Regions from separate parts of the Mus musculus genome. Here region 2 is linked to region 1. Evidence: chromatin contacts called from public promoter capture Hi-C data. All regions are on one chromosome and are shown on one strand. The core of a region is the stretch at or near the end of the contact, and the rest is flanking DNA. Distances in the headings are between cores, read along the strand shown. Region 1 holds the start of Dusp11 (dual specificity phosphatase 11 (RNA/RNP complex 1-interacting)). Region 2 holds the start of Aplf (aprataxin and PNKP like factor).

What was found. Promoter capture Hi-C pulls out the DNA fragments that hold promoters and counts their contacts.
Region 2: a promoter capture Hi-C map of pre-B cells shows a contact between it and region 1, with 4 times the contacts expected there. The contact joins the promoter of Aplf here to the promoter of Dusp11 in region 1. A contact is called at or near these places in 2 of 39 promoter capture datasets (liver and pre-B cells).

What each region holds. Positions count from the first base shown.
Region 1 is chr6:85,957,022-85,964,845 of GRCm38.p6, forward strand. It overlaps Dusp11 (dual specificity phosphatase 11 (RNA/RNP complex 1-interacting)), which reads right to left and starts at 4,646. Exons shown (of 9, transcript NM_028099.4): 1 at 4,417-4,646; 2 at 2,195-2,270; 3 at 1,563-1,694. The coding sequence starts at 4,514.
Region 2 is chr6:87,668,387-87,676,210 of GRCm38.p6, forward strand. Aplf (aprataxin and PNKP like factor) reads right to left here and starts at 3,775. Exons shown (of 10, transcript NM_001372332.1): 1 at 3,474-3,775; 2 at 30-101. The coding sequence starts at 3,569. 1810020O05Rik (Riken cDNA 1810020O05 gene) reads right to left here. Exons shown (of 16, transcript NM_001384219.1): 16 at 7,204-7,510. The coding sequence ends at 7,278. It also overlaps E230015B07Rik.

The sequences.
Region 1 (7,824 bases), core at 3,396-5,895:
AAGAATAACAGTTCCCCCAACCCTCCCGCACCCCAACATACACAGGGGTAAGGGAATTCAGAAGACAGCATGGGGTAAAATAGATAGGACCATATCTATTATAGAACATATGTACATAACTTAATATTGAGCCAGAAAAGAAAAAGATTCTGATATATGCTTTAATAAATGTCAGAGACATAATTACTAAAACCATTCAGTCACAGAAAGGCAAGTATTACATGATACTGGGGCTGGAGAGATGGCTTAATGGTTAAGAGCATTGGCTGCTCTTGCAGAAGACTTATGTTCAATTCCTAGCACACAACAGTTCACAACCATTTGTAATTCCAGTTACACGGGACATAATGCCTACTTCTGTCCTCACAAACAACTGGTATGTCTGTGGTGCACATATATACAAGCAGGCAAACATTCATACAAATAAATAAGAATAAACCTTAAAAAAATTACTCCACAGATAACTGTAACTATCCTAACTCATCAAAGATGCTTTTTTCCTCCTGCAGCATACAGTTTACAAAAAGCCACATCTAGCCAAAATGCAGAAAACAATTGACTGCGAGCTGCTCAGCCCTAACTGATACATCTAAATACAACTCTCCCATCTAAGGTTCTGAGAACAGCTCAGGAGAGGGAGGCAGAAATATTATAAGAGCTCAAGGACCAGGAGGTCAGCTGCAAGATTATATTTCATATGAATGTCAAGGAAGGCTACAACAATGAAATGTCAACACTATGAGTGCTTACACAAGATCTGAACAGTACCCATCAGCTGCCATGCCAACATGGATGGGAGGAACTGCAGAGGGCCCTACCCCTGGATAAAGAACTACAGGCAATTAAAAATGTCTGAGAAAGGGAGAATTACTCTTCAGATATAAGTACCGTCAAGTGGTCAGCCTGAAAAAAGCCACACACACAAGCAGAACTACACGGACTCAGCAGGCTGCATTTGTTTACTTGCATGTACATGCAACAATAATACAGAGTAGGAGGCTATGGATGTGAAGGTGGGGTAAGGAGAGGTTAAAGGAAATGACAGAGTTCTATTTTAATTAATTTAAAATTTAAATGCATGTTACATTGAGCTACTTCTGTAAGATACCTAGATCAAGGAAATTCATTGTAATAAAGCAGATAAGAGGTTTACTAGGGGTCTGGCATATAGGAGAAGGGAGAATTAATGTTCAATGGTTATAGAACTTTTGCTGATTAAAGAGACTAATAATAATTACTACATATTATAGTTTAATTCATGTCGCCAACCTAGTGTGTATGTGTTTTGCATTGCTGAAGACTTATGTAGTCCAAGGTGGCCTTGAGTTTGTGATCCTCCTGTCTTAGACTCCTAAGATCTGGGATTATAGCCATTAACTACCATCCATGCCTGGCCTCCAATCTCATTTCTACATGAAATTAGGAAAACTATTTGCTCTTCTTTAAAAGTTAGTTATTGCTACCCATGAATGAAGTTTAGTCTTTGCATCAGCATAGGATGAAAACTGTTAAATTACTATGAATTTTGGGTTTTTTTTTTATTCAGTCAGAGGGCCACTTACCTCTACTTTATAATAGCGCTGAGTATATGTTAAATCGATTATCAATCCAAGTTCTTCATTTTGTTCTTGTATTTTATTAAACAGATCCAAAGGGGAAAAGCATTCTTCTGGCATAAGCTTTGCTTCAAATTTCTGTCAGAGAGTGAAGAGAGAGCAAACCCACTTGAAGCCCTGTAGCACACGATGCACTTACCCAGCCCCCTGAGGTGAGGACAGTGAGACTCAAGAGCTGTTCCTGTTCCCCTGGAAGCTCGCAACATCTCTCCTCCATTAGTGGGAAGAGATGCTCACTTCAATATATACATATTCCTGTGTTTGTGTCTCCCTGCCTGAAAAACTTTAGAATGTCCTATTCAACATTAAATAGGTAAGAAAACAAAAAACAAATAGAAACTTGTTCCTATTTGCCTAAGCCTTAAAATCTCAATGCAATTCACAAGTGAACACCTCCCTCCATTCTACTGAATTTCCAGCACAGCAACTACCATATCAAGACAGTGAATACTGAATGATCTAGCTTAGTCAGGCTGACACAAAATATAACACATTATAATTATTCTTGATTGAGAGCCAGCATTCTCTCAATCAAGAATTGATATTTCTGAAAAGATCCTAAATTAATTTTCACTTACTTTTTGCAAAGGAACTTTGAAAGCAATGAAACGAGTCCCAGGCATCCGCTGCCCAACTGGGAGATAGTCTTTCCACCTGTGAAACAGGGTATTTGTTAGTCAAACTGAATGCCAACCTTGTCTCCAAGAATAAGGCTCCGAGATACTGGGCACCTAACACATACAGAATGTCTCTTAACCTATTTATTCCACACAAGTAGCAACCTACTATGTTTCTTTCTGTCTCCCCATCTTGAAAACAGATACAAGACAACAAAAGAGCACACAGGTCTCCACAAACAATATCTAAAACCTAGAAATGCCATAGCAGAACAGCCTAACAAACCCAGCCTCGTGTCAAATACTAAGGTAATATTAGACATGAAAATAGAAGGGGGGTTATGACGGAGTGGGAAGGGGGCTAAGGGAGGGAGGGGCAACAAGAGGCAGAAAAGGAAAGACAAATAGTGTATATTTCCCCTCCTGTGTGGAATCTAGTTTTAAATATATAATGTACATACATATAATATACATATATATAATATATACATACATACATATATATATATATATATATATATATATATATATATACACACACACATATTTGAGACATGAAAACTGTGGTGAATTATTTAGGGGGAGGAAAGAAACTAGCAAAATGTGGGCAGGAGAAAGGGGAAGGTGTATGTGTGTGGGTGAACATGGGCAAAGTAGAATGCCATACATATAGAAAATATCATCATGAAACTCATACTTTTTATGGTAACTAAAACTATTAACCAGCAAGGAGTAATGAATGCCTACACACTGGCTGACAGACCTCAAATTCAATACTTTCACTGCATATTGTTTTTAGTTTCCACACCAGTGAATCAACTCAATATGTAGAAATCTCCCAGTTCTTACAACCCGAAATTCAGTTCAATCAGAAGTCAGTGTGGAGAGTCACAGCTGAGTTGGTCTATGGCCATGAATTACAAATAAGTCCGGTTCATTCACATCCCTGGAGTAGAGAGTGAGCACAGAGTGGTGACAGACTGGAGACATAGTGGGCCCCAGAGCAATGGAACCTAGTGTGACAGACCATGACAAGAAGTTGGCTTCTTATTCTTTTTTTTTGTTTTTATTTTTCAAGACAGGGTTTCTCTGTGTAGCCCTGGCTGTCCTGGAACTGCCCCGAAGGTTTTTATTCTTAAAGTCAAGCTTTATCTTACATCTATGAGCTGTCTCACAATTACTACTTGATATTTATCTTGCTTTATCTCCACAAATAAGCAATAGCTAAAATTATTTTTAATTTTTAGTTAACAATTTTATATCCAATAGATAATTTAATAATGAAATAAGCTACATTAAAATATCAATAAACAATTTATTTATAACTTACTTATACTTTACTTAGTAATTAATAGTTAAATAGTTAACTATAGAAGGTATGTTAAAAATGGATTGTCCAGTGGACAGACAGCTGTCTTCTGCAAGCTGTCAGGCAAGTTCTACACTGGGATGATGTTGGAGGTTAGCTGACAGGATCTAAAGATATCCACTCTGGGAAGGGAGAGAGGCCATCACGTCCATCCTGAATTTTAGATAGTGCTCATTTGTAGACATAAAAAAGAAGTGCTTACTGAAGTCCGGGAAGTCGGGGCAGAGCATTCTGTCGATCCTGAGTTTTAGGTATTGTTTATTTGTGGAGATTAAAAAAAAAAAAAAAGGATTTGATGAATTCTAGGAAGGGGAGAGGCCGGTCTAGCCACGTTTTTTGTGGAGATGAAATCGGAGAGGGGAAGCAAACAGCCGCAAGTAAAGGGTTCATTGCACCAGTGAGCAAAATCCTAAAACTAGCCCTTGGCCCAGGCAGGGTTAACTCCCTCAAAGGACACCTCCGCTTTCCGAATCCTGAAAGCAAGAGAACCCCTCGAGCCGGTACCGAGTGAAGGGTGTCGACAGCTCGGGCCGGATCCTGGCACAGCGCCTACACAAGCAGAAGCCTGTGGCTTCGGAGATCAAGGGACGCCTCAATACAGGCAGCCGCGCCCCACCGCGCACTTCCGCCCAGGCCCGAGCTCCACAGAGTCCTGTCGGGACAGACCCAAGACCCCAGAATGCGGGGTGGGGAGGTGTGGTGGGGTTCGGCGCGGAGGACCCTGGGAGGCGGCGGGGCGCGAGGCCAGGGAACACTCGGAGACTCGAGGCCACCGAGGCAGCCGGAACGCCAAGCCCGGAACCAAAGCGCTTACCTTTCGGGGATGTGGTTTCTGCCCTTCTTCTTGGGTGGGGCACAGGCAGCAAAGTCCCGGCCCCGTCCACGACCATGTCGGCCATAATGCTGGTTCATGTGGGCGCAGAGATGCCGCCCACCCAACGCCAGGCGTGCCAGAGCGGCCAAAGTGGCGACTTCAGGGAGGCCAGAAGAGGCCGCGGGATCCAGAGGCGCCCGCAAAGGAACGCGACGCGTCGACGTCTCGCTAGGGCGCATGCGCCTTGCCCCGCCGTGCTGACGACACACGTCGCACTGAAAGTAGGGTTTGTCAGCCTGCCTTCGGTTTCGACTGTGCTGCACTTAGCTGGAGGCCGGTTTTGTAGCTATGTGAATAATTGCTAGCGCTGTAAGACCCCCGATGCTGGGCCTCTGCTCAAGTCCTGGGATGAACTGGCCAACACCCCAACATCTCGAGAGAAAAGATGCACCTGATGCAAACTGCAAGAGGTTTTATTATCAGCTAGCTGAGGAGAAGTCCCTCTGTCGTGCAGGGCAGAGGAGTTCAACCCCGAGCGGTGACATTAGGGGACTTTTAACAGCTAGCTGAGGAGGTAGGAGGAGTTGGGAGGAGAGTTGGGAGGAGTTGGGAGGAGAAGTGGGAGGAGTTGGGAAGAGCTCTTCTGGGCGTCCTTGGTGAAATTTACAAGGCAGGAGTGGGGAGTGAGTTCTTTCTGAATTTTTATCTCCGTGTCCTCGGCACAGGAAGGCAGGCATCTCTGGTTGTACAGTATAGAAACAAAAAGGCTTTTTGCTGGCTATAGAGAACAAAGAGCTTCTTTCTAGCTGTATTTTTAAAGATCAGGGAAAACAAGCTTGGGGAACATCCAGGGGCTTTACCTTCCAGGGAGAAACGCTCTAAGTTGGGGTCTCATAGCGCCACCCGAACTGCTCCAAATGAGGAACAGACAATCCAGCCCCAACCCTCTGATCCCTGCATTCTTCGTGAACGTTGTCAATTGTTTACATTTTGTATATACATGATATTTGCTTTCACACGGGTGTATCTTTTTTTTCCGCCAAAAAGAAATAAATCAAAAGTTTTATACAACATATTTCTCCTTATTTGATATATTTAACATATTTCTCCATCCATATATGTGTGTATAGTGTCACAGGCAGGGAAACATACATATTCTTCCTAATTTTGAATGACACAGGACACTTATTATAACCAACATAATTAAAAATACCAACTTTTTTTTTTCTTTTTCGAGACAGGGTTTCTCCGTGTAGCCCTGAATGTCCTGGAACTCACTCTGTAGACCAGGCTGGCCTCGGACTCAGAAATCTGCCTGCCTCTGCCTCCCAAGTGCTGGGATTAAAGGCATGCACCACCATGGCCCGGTCCAACTTTTTTTTTTAAGATTTATTTATTTATTATATGTAAGTACACTGTAGCTGTCTTCAGACACACCAGAAGAGGGTATCCGATCTTATTACAGATGGTTGTGAGCCACCATGTAGAAATGAAATTGCTGGGATTTGAACTCACAACCTTCAGAAGAGCAGTCGATGCTCTTAACTGCTGAGCCTTCTCTCCAACCCCCCCCCCAACTTTTTTTTTTTTTTTAAACCATTCCAATATTGAAATTCCTCTACCTGTTTGGAGTTTTTTTGTTTTAAGGTAAGTTCTCATTATGTAATGCTCTGTGATCTGGAACTTGCTTTGTAGAGTAACCTACCCTTGAAATCACAGAGATCGGCCTGCTCCTTTTTCAGCTCTAGAATTAAGGGTATGGGCCACCTTAACCTGATTGGAGTTTTTGTTTGGTTTGGTTTGTGTTTCTGATCTACTATTACAGAAAACACTGTGGTGTGAACATTCCTATAGGTGTATACTGCATCTGAATACCTAGACAAGAAATTACTGGGATGAAATACACTTTTAAAAAAGCAATTCATTCTATTTGTCAAAAATGCTGTCAGCTCACCTTTCCATCCACAGCCAGTTTTACTGATATCGCTTTGCCAGGTGTCACAATAGCTGTGGACATCATGGCTTTATATTTTAGCAAGCACCAAAAATAACCCTGAAATAAAAGAGGAGCCCAAGTCTGAAGTTCCTACACAATCTCAGGACCCGTGCTTGCCGGGGACATCTGAATCGTACAAGTGGAAGACCAAAGTACAGGGAGGTCATCTGCAGAGAAGTGGACTAAGTCCCAGATTATAGAAATTTATGACAGCAAATTTTAAAATAAGCTTAAACTTTTAGTTTGAAATTTCTAAATGTAGCTTATATTTATTTTTCATAATATTTACAATAATTGTAAGGTGAGTATTCTGACAATAATGCTTGATAAGTCAAAGTGTAATTGCAAGATACATACTTTTTACCTCTGGATTCTAATGCCTGCAAGGCTTATCCACATTCTCCTATGGAGTTGTCTGATGGGTTTACACCAAATAAGTCAGTGGAGGAGGGCAGGAAAGACAAGAGGGGCAAGCTAACGTGACAATAATACAGTAGCACACCAGAAGGGCAGAGGGGCTCCTCTTCACATAAACATCGCAGAGGCAGGATGGAATGTAGGGAGGTGAAACCCAGAAAGATTGTTGAATGGAAATTTGAAGTAGTCATGGGGATTCAGAGTTGGCTGTTTCCTGCTGAAGGGAAGCAGAGGGAGTTAAGAGACTGGAGAACAAAGCTTGGAATGGTTTAGACATAAAAAATAATTAAACAGGAATGAACAAAGAAGCCTTGTTCTCAGTAAGAGCCCAGCTAGGAAAAAACTGAGAGAAGCTCAGCTTATTTTGACTGCCATGAATCAGGAGGACAAAGCAGATCGCCCCCTCTTCCTTTTCCACCTAGCAGACCAGAGCATTTCCCTGGCGTGATCTGGGGAATCAGGGTGGGGCCAGTTCATGAAGCTCCTTGGCCTGCCTTCCTTGGTGGATCAGACATAGCTGGCTGGACTCATTAAGAATTCTCAGCTTTTGTCTTCTCAGACCTATCCAACCCGGGGCAGCCTTCTTGTCCAGTGTTGAGTTATATACCCATATTGGGCAGCTAAGGATGATGCCTGAATCGGTCTCGGTGATGTGTTCCTCCAAATATAAACAGAGAGTATGTGGGATGTGGTTCTGGGAGAGCAAAATGGCTCTATGGTTGAGACCTGTTTATAAATGAAAGAAAATCCACTAATTGTTTTAACTGGCTCCCGGAAAGGCTTCCTTGAAGCCCTATACTCTGAAGAACAGAATTTGCTCTTTAAAAGATATGGAAACAATGTTGCCTATTTTCTAAGAAAAGACCTCAAGAAGTCTGAATTTGAGGGCTGGAGAGATGGCTCAGTGGGTAAAAGCACTGACTGCTCTTCTGAAGGTCCTGAGTTCAAATCCCAGCCACCACATGGTGGCTCACAACCATCTGTAATGAGATCTG
Region 2 (7,824 bases), core at 2,525-5,024, 1.7 Mb after region 1:
AAAGGGATAAAATAAGTCTATATACTCACTGGCTTGATTCGAAGCTGACTATCAACCACTTCAAGAATGGCATGTCTTCTGGATACTCTTTTGTCTGTTATCTACAAAGGAAAAAAATGTCAAGTATAGCCACCTCCTGAAAAATAAGCAAACCCTTAGCCACGCATATGAAATTAGTAGGCTAGACATTAAATGTATTATTAACTCAAAAACTGCATATCAAATAACTGCCCTCATTTAACAGATAACGAAATGATGAAGAAAGGAGACCTACCAAAGTCATGAAAGAGTAAATGAATACTATAAAAGCCTGCAGTCTATCCAGCCCCAAACCCTCCAGTTCCCATACATGAAACACACCTACACACCTACACAAGAGTCCTACTAATCAATCTACCAAACAAGAAAAGTATATCCAATATGTACTGGAAACAATATGTAATAGGAAACATTTCAAATATAAAAATTCAGCTTGTCTTAAATTAAGTGGTAACTCTGAAGGGTGTGACCATACCACACAGCGAGACGCAGATAAGCAAACTGCTTATGAGGACCACATGAGGCAGTTAAAAAAAATAAACGGGGGGGAGGGGAATAGCCCAAACCAAACTCTGACATTGAAGAAGAGATCAGCATCTATGTCTTCAATATAATCACTTCCTGTTTTGAGTTAATAATGGTCAACTTACACTCACAATCATTTACCCACATCAACACTCCAAACTGCTTATATTTTAAATGCTGAACACTACTGCCCTTCCTACCTCATAGTAAACATAATAGTTGAGATTAACTTGTTTAGCCCGGTCTGACACATAAGAGAAACCTCTAAAGCAACAACTCTACCTGCCTTACGATTGGCTCATTTACCATCGAGTACTCGAAACTAAGCATGACATACAGCAGAACCAACGTTCTCTCTCAAAACATACTATAGAAATGTCTAAAGTCAAGCCCAGTAAGGCTGCAAGAACATGGAGACTGCCACAAACAGGTACTTATTTTTCAAAATCCACACTTAATAATCTGAAACACACAGCTTCACCACAGTGTGAGGACCACAAAAAGTCATTCTTCACAAAAAAGAGTTAATTTGAAAAGTTAATTTCTAGAAAAAAAGTCTTCAAAACTTCATTTAAAATATAGCTACTTCAAAGAAGTAAATATCCTAACTTTTTAAAAAAAAAAAAAAAAAAGGGCTGGTGAGATGGCTCAATGGGTAAGAGCACCCGACTGCTCTTCCGAAGGTCCAGAGTTCAAATCCCAGCAACCACATGGTGGCTCACAACCATCTGTAACAAGATCTGACGCCCTCTTCTGGAGTGTCTGAAGACAGCTACAGTTGTACTTACATATAATAAATAAATAAAACTTTAAAAAAAAAAAAAAAAACAGCTGAGAGACTCCTTCATGTTCTGTGATGTGTGCCTGACTGGGCCACAGTCAGCAGCAGTTACTAAGAACTGCCTTTATCATGTGCATCACCACATGCTGAGCTACATACTGAGACTCGCCAAATGCTACTGTGGCTACTGTTCATTCTACATATATGGGTCCTGAAAGCCCAGCGGATGTAGGTAACTTGGGTGGTCCCTCTCAGAATACCCAGTGTTCAAGATCCTTGCTCTAACTAATAAGCACAGGTGGTTTATGTGAGAAAACAGTCACATGACTAGACCCATGTAATTCAGAAGCAATCAAAGACATGCAAATCATGGCAGCTCAGAGTAAGCCGGTCCTATTCACATTTTGAGCATCAAGGCCTCATTGGTACCTCACTAACCATCAGAGGAATGCCAGGATAAAGTCATGAGATAGCAAGATGGTTCCTCTAATGGTCCTTCTTAGGCTTCTTTCCTTTTATACACTAACTATAAGCAATAATAGATCTTTTATATCTATCTTTTAAGTGTGCCTAACACTAGGAGGAAAGGGGTATTATGAATAATACAAAAGCATAGTGCGACCTCTGGTGGACACATCGTTTATTTCATTACTAACATCGGGTCTTGACTACCACCACCCTACACTCCCCCCAAAAAACGTGGTTTTGTTAGGAACATACATGCTTGTAACCCCAGCTCTTGGAAGTGAGGCAGGAAAACTGCAAGTTCAAGGGGTGCTCAGGCTATGTTGTGAGACCCTCTCTTTAAAGGCAACTATATTTAAGATAACCTAAATTCTAACATATCAACACACCCTCCAAGAATCAACAGCTAGAGCAAAACATATCAAAATCTAAAGCACAACCCGGAAACGGAAACTACAAAACTACCATGCTCATAAAAACATAAACACCAATCCAACAATCTATGTTGGAGCACAAAACTCTTATGATAATGGGGAAAAACAAAGAGAAAAGAAACCAAGAAACAGGGCAGTAAGAACACAGAAAATACCACTCAGGTGGAAAATAATGGCAGAGATTTTTAAAAACAATTTTTTGTGAATTTTTAAAATTTTATTTTTTACTATATATGTATACCTGTATGTTAGGATATGCATGTGTGTACATTGCCCAGAGAGGCAGAATTACAAGCATTTGTGAATTGCCTGACATAAGTGCTGGGAAGCCAGTCCTCTGTAATAAATTCCAGGCTCTTAATGGCTAGCCCATCTCTCCCTTGTGATATTTCAACTCGACCGCCAGGTTCTCTAGAGTGGCCTTTGTAAATGATAGGTCTTGTGGCAATGCTAAATGGTTTAATACCACCAAATATAATTTCATAGTGCAAACTGCAAACGGTTTGGTTCCTACTCCTCCCAAAGAGGGTAAAGAATATATAGCATAGTGGCCATTTGTACATGTATCACCTTTAAATGACCAGTTTATACTCCAACTTTCTCATTTGAACAAGGCTAATAAAAAGCACCTAACTCAAAAAGTTTTGGAAGTAGTAAATTAAAGTCATCTCTTTAGAACAATGACTGGTTCACTACCCAGACAACTTAAAGACAGCTACTGATACTACCAAAAGGGATACTGCTATTATTGGTAAGGCCCACCAGCCCAGCAGAGAAGGCAAGGAGATAAAAGAAGTTAGCTTAAGGGAGGTGATTAACCTTCCCTGTTATGGCTCATACAGTACCGTAAATATTGTAAGCTTTGTAGGTCAACATGCAACACATTAACCTTTAGAGTACTATACGTCTTTAAATACTAGCAGCGGTTTTGTTTAGTTGGTCTGTTTACATTTTACATCTTACAACCCGAACTTAGCTCAACTTGGATTTGGCCCTCGTTTGCCAGCTGGATAGGCTAATGATGTTAACTCGGTCCATACTCGAACCATACAGGCACCAAAAAGAAATGTCTGGGACTTGACTAACGTTGTTTGAAAACCTACTGCCCCAAACCTATAAAATCTTGACAAGCAGAGCCAAGACGCGGAGTTCCCAAGCTCAGGAGACAAGAGACAGCCTCGGCTGAGCAAGCTCTGGCTGCCCACGCCCACACTACCTCCCACACTTACTCCCAGCAGCGGCCCGCGGCCTATCACAGTCTGCCCCGGCCCCACGGGCACGCGGGGACCGCCGTCCAGAGGCTGCAGAAAGAAGTCCGAAGGCATGGCGGTAAGAGAAGGTTCCTTCGCCAGGAGATACCTCGTAGCCACCTCCCTCAGGCACGCTGGGCATGGCCCGAAGGGGTGTGAAACCCGAGGCTCCTTTCCTGGTGAGTGTGCTTCTTCCCTTTCCGGAATCCCCACTCCTTGAGAGCCTGTGATTCGTGCAGGGAATACCTGTCAACAGACCGCCAAACTACAGCTTAAAAACTGGAACGCACACCCACAATCTTCCAGCACTTCCTCTCACAGGACTCATGGAACGCTGGGTCTTGTAGTTCCTGACACCTCCCTTCGGCTCCTTTCCGGAGTACAGACTGCATGGAAAAACTACCAATCCCAGAAGGCAATACGCGCATCTCTGCGCCTAGGTTGATTCGTGCTTGGGCAGGGGTGGGGCTAGAGTAGTGCTGACGTCAAGGCCTTAGGAGAGGGTTGGCCTGAGTTTTTAAATGAACCACAGTGCTGGCCCGTGGCCCTGTGACTTCAACAGGGGGATGTTCTTTTCCCAATGGAGTATGATGTGTGTATCTGCTTCTTCCCCTTCTCTTCCATAAGGAGACAGCTTCGGCTAGAATAAGGCCTCCGTGGCAGGACTGTCTTCCCTACTCCAAGAAGTATGTCTGGACTTAGATTTTTAGGGTTCAGCCTCAAGAGGGTCATTAACTTTCCTGTGCAGGCGCCCCATACTCATTTGGGGATGGATCTGCAGCCAGTGGAGCTTCTATTTTCAAAGGCCTGGCTCAGACACTTGGCCCACGGGGCCGGAGAATCTTCCTTCTCTATAAAAGAGGCATATTCTCTGGCTGGGATCTGTAGCAGGCCTGTCTTTCTCTTTGGTGGAGGCCTGGACTGGGGGAAGCAAACCTAGGGTCCGAGGGTGGGGGGCAAACCTACAGGGACGGGATGGAGGGGAAAGGTGGTCTTTTCTATGGAGAAGCCAGTTGCTAAGCTCAGGGCTCCCAGCTAGAGGGAACTTTCTCTTTGGAGGAAGCCTGGCCCAGAGTTTGGCACTGCTCTCTTAAGATCTTTTCCTTTCTTGTGGCTGAGGACAGCCTCAGCTAGGCCTGTGTCTGGAGGGCTTTCTCTTCCATATTAAAGCCTGTACTACAGGACTCTGCAGAAGGTCATGGAGTTGGAGTCTTATCCCCTAATGCCTCCAGGAGGCACAAGGTCTTCTCTTCCCCAAGAGGCCACCTTGTCACAAGCCTAGGGGAAATGGAGTTATTCTAAAGAGTCACTGTGACCCTCATTTTGGCTCTCAGAACAGTGGGCCTTAAGAGACTGGAATTTTCCTTAGTAATCTCATGCTGGATTAAAAAGTCAAAAGGCAGACCCATCAAGACGAGAGACTTTCCCCCGGAGAGATTTCACAGTCCCGTCAATTTGTCAGAATGCCTTGCTGAAGCACTAGAACCTCAGCAGTAATGGGCAGGGCCACACCTTGCAACTGGAGATGGCTCAGATATTCAAATGCTGGCCCCCTACTTAAACCTTAGCCTTACTTTAGGAGGCTGAAGATGAACTTGGGGACCTTGGAGCTCTTTGTCCCTCTTCCTAATCAAAACTCCAATGAAATCTATACAGAACCAGAAAACCAAAATTAACTTGGGGGGCAGAAGGGAAGTCAGGCCAAGAACTCCAGGCAGGAACATGGAGGCAGGAACCGATGCAGAGGCTGTGAAAGATGTTGCTTTCTGGCTTATTCCTCAAGGCTTGCTAAATCTGCTTTCTTATGCAACCAATGACCAGTTGCCCAGGGGTGACGCCAATCCCACAGCAATCAGTAATCAAGAAAGTAGCCCGAAGACCTGCCTATTGTCTCCATTGAAATTCCCTCTTCCTCGATGACCCTGGCTTGTGTTACACTGACAAAAAGTCTAACTAGGACACTAACCCTAATCCCTCATTCTTATCCTAGGTCCTGTCCATGACTCAGATCCTAACCCTTAACCTTTCCCATAACCACAGCGGGCAGTTGGTGAGTGGCAGACTGCATATAGTGGTTAGCACTAGGTCCATATGGAATAAGAAACTTTTTCCATGTTTGTCAGTCTGTCCTGCTTGTGGACTGGCTCATTTAGTAGAACAGAGTAAGAACAGAGATTCAAAAGCTGGGTGGGGCAGTTAGGAAAGCAAGCAGCCTGGAGAAGAGCTCTGCTGACACAGGACTTCTGGAAGCCATAGGTGGTTCTGAGCATGAAAGACCTGGGCACTTCTGTTGGAGGCAGGTACTGGAAACCAGGTAGACTCATTGAGCAGTGGTCATGGAGTCTGTAGCAGTCAATGAGAGGGTTGAGCTGCCCAGCTAGTCTAGAATGATAGATAACCCTGTGCTCTAGGTTTGTCCCAAGACTATTTCCCCAGCAGAAAGCCTCACTGGCTACACACATACACACACCATATATTCCATATGGCTGGTTGCTGCTCTCTGATAATCTGAGGGAACCGTGCTATCCAGAAGGAGCCTACATGCCCAAGATAGGCGAACACAAGAGCTCCATGCTGCCAGTCCTTCACTCACAACACTGTGAGCGTCCTGCAGAGAGCTGAAAGGAGGCATAGGGAACAAAGAAATCATTGCCTGGAGGCTTCAAGGCTTACTAAGCTGGATCATAGACTTGGGGGGAGAGGCAATCTTGGTGTTTGTGCACCTCAATTTGGGGTGAGTAGGCACAGCACATGAGCCCCTCACATTTGCATTCCCTTCTCGTATTTCTATTACAGCGGGATACAACTAGCCTCTAGACTTCTCCAGGGATGTTGGATGAGCACTTCAATGCCCGATTCCATCTCTGCCCTGTCTACCTGGAAACCCTACTTGGCTGTGTCAAGTGGGTCAATTAGGATATGGTTGGAAGAGTAATTGTTGTCTGTCGTGTTAGGACAGTGTGAGCAAGCTAGAAGTGAACATGTATTAATTTGGTCAAACTGTTAAGATGCTCTTGGAAGATAATTTTGGAAGATAAAAACACCCTGCTGGCCTGGGATGCAGCATCCACCATCCCAGCAGCCACATGATTCTTTTGTGCCTACTGTCCACCTTTGAGGCCAGATCTAGAACAGAAACTGATCACCATGGGCTGGGGCAGCTGGCCTGTAGAACCTGCATGTTGAGGGTTTCAATAGTCTCCTTCTGGAAATTTCCAGGTAGAGAAAAGCTCCCTGAAATAAAGAGGAGTCACCCAGCTAGGGTTAGATGCAGGAGCTGCTCTGTGGAGCTCTTGTTACTAAAAGCAGCATTGAGCCCACTAAGTGCTGGCCTAGGGTTTTAGACAAATTTCTGGGTCTTGGGGTTGCATTGACAGACCAACCGACACCAGACTCCCACAACACTGAGGGAGAGTTCGTCATGGGTCCCAGATGCTGAAAGGCAAAGTGTGACTGAGACAGCAGAGGTGTAGTTCTGAAAGGGCCATTGGCGGCAGCCGGGGTTCACAATGAGCATCTGCTCCAGACCACTGTGAGAAACAGCAGATGTTAAAGTGACTAACATTCTCATCCACCTATAGGAGATGAAAGCCACGCTATCACCCGCCAGCTGCTCCATCCACACTGGGCACTGGAATCATAACCAGGTGAACCCCACATGCCCCGCTATTTAAAAAACAAAACAAGACAGGCCAGACACACAGAACAGTTTGCTCTTGGAACCAGTGTGTATTTGTAACAGGGTTATGGGTACTGAGAATGGCCCCTTCCTTATACTACATTTTAATGAAACCAACGGCTGTGGAAGGTGGGATTTGGGTGGTATAGTCCCAGTGAAGATCCACGAGATGCAGAGGTTAGGCGAGACAGAGTCTTTAGTACCAGATGATGGTCACTAAGAGAGAATAAGTCTTGAGGGTGCGTAGAAGAACTTTCAGGGGAACTAAGTGGCTTTGATGCAACTCGACTGCGCCAACGCCGTCCGGAAGACCCAATGTTTGCCTTTCGCCTCCTACCTGAGAGAAGACAGGCAGGTGAGTGATGAGCCCATGCACCAAGCACCCTTACTCATGGCTTGCCTGTATGTTCCTCACCCTGTCCAGGAAGCAATGCAGTCACTTAACACCTACTGGGTAGCACGCTCTTCACGTAGCATCCCAGAGCAGCCAACAGGCATCTACCTCACAGAGAAGGAAATGGTCTCCCAGATTTTAAGCCACTTGTTCCTCCAGGCAGCAGAAGCTTAGTCAGGGTATGAAGTACCTTTTGAGCCAGGTGTTCTGACCCCAGCCACCATGCCCAGTATTCAGAGGTCACTTCAGAGCTCTCA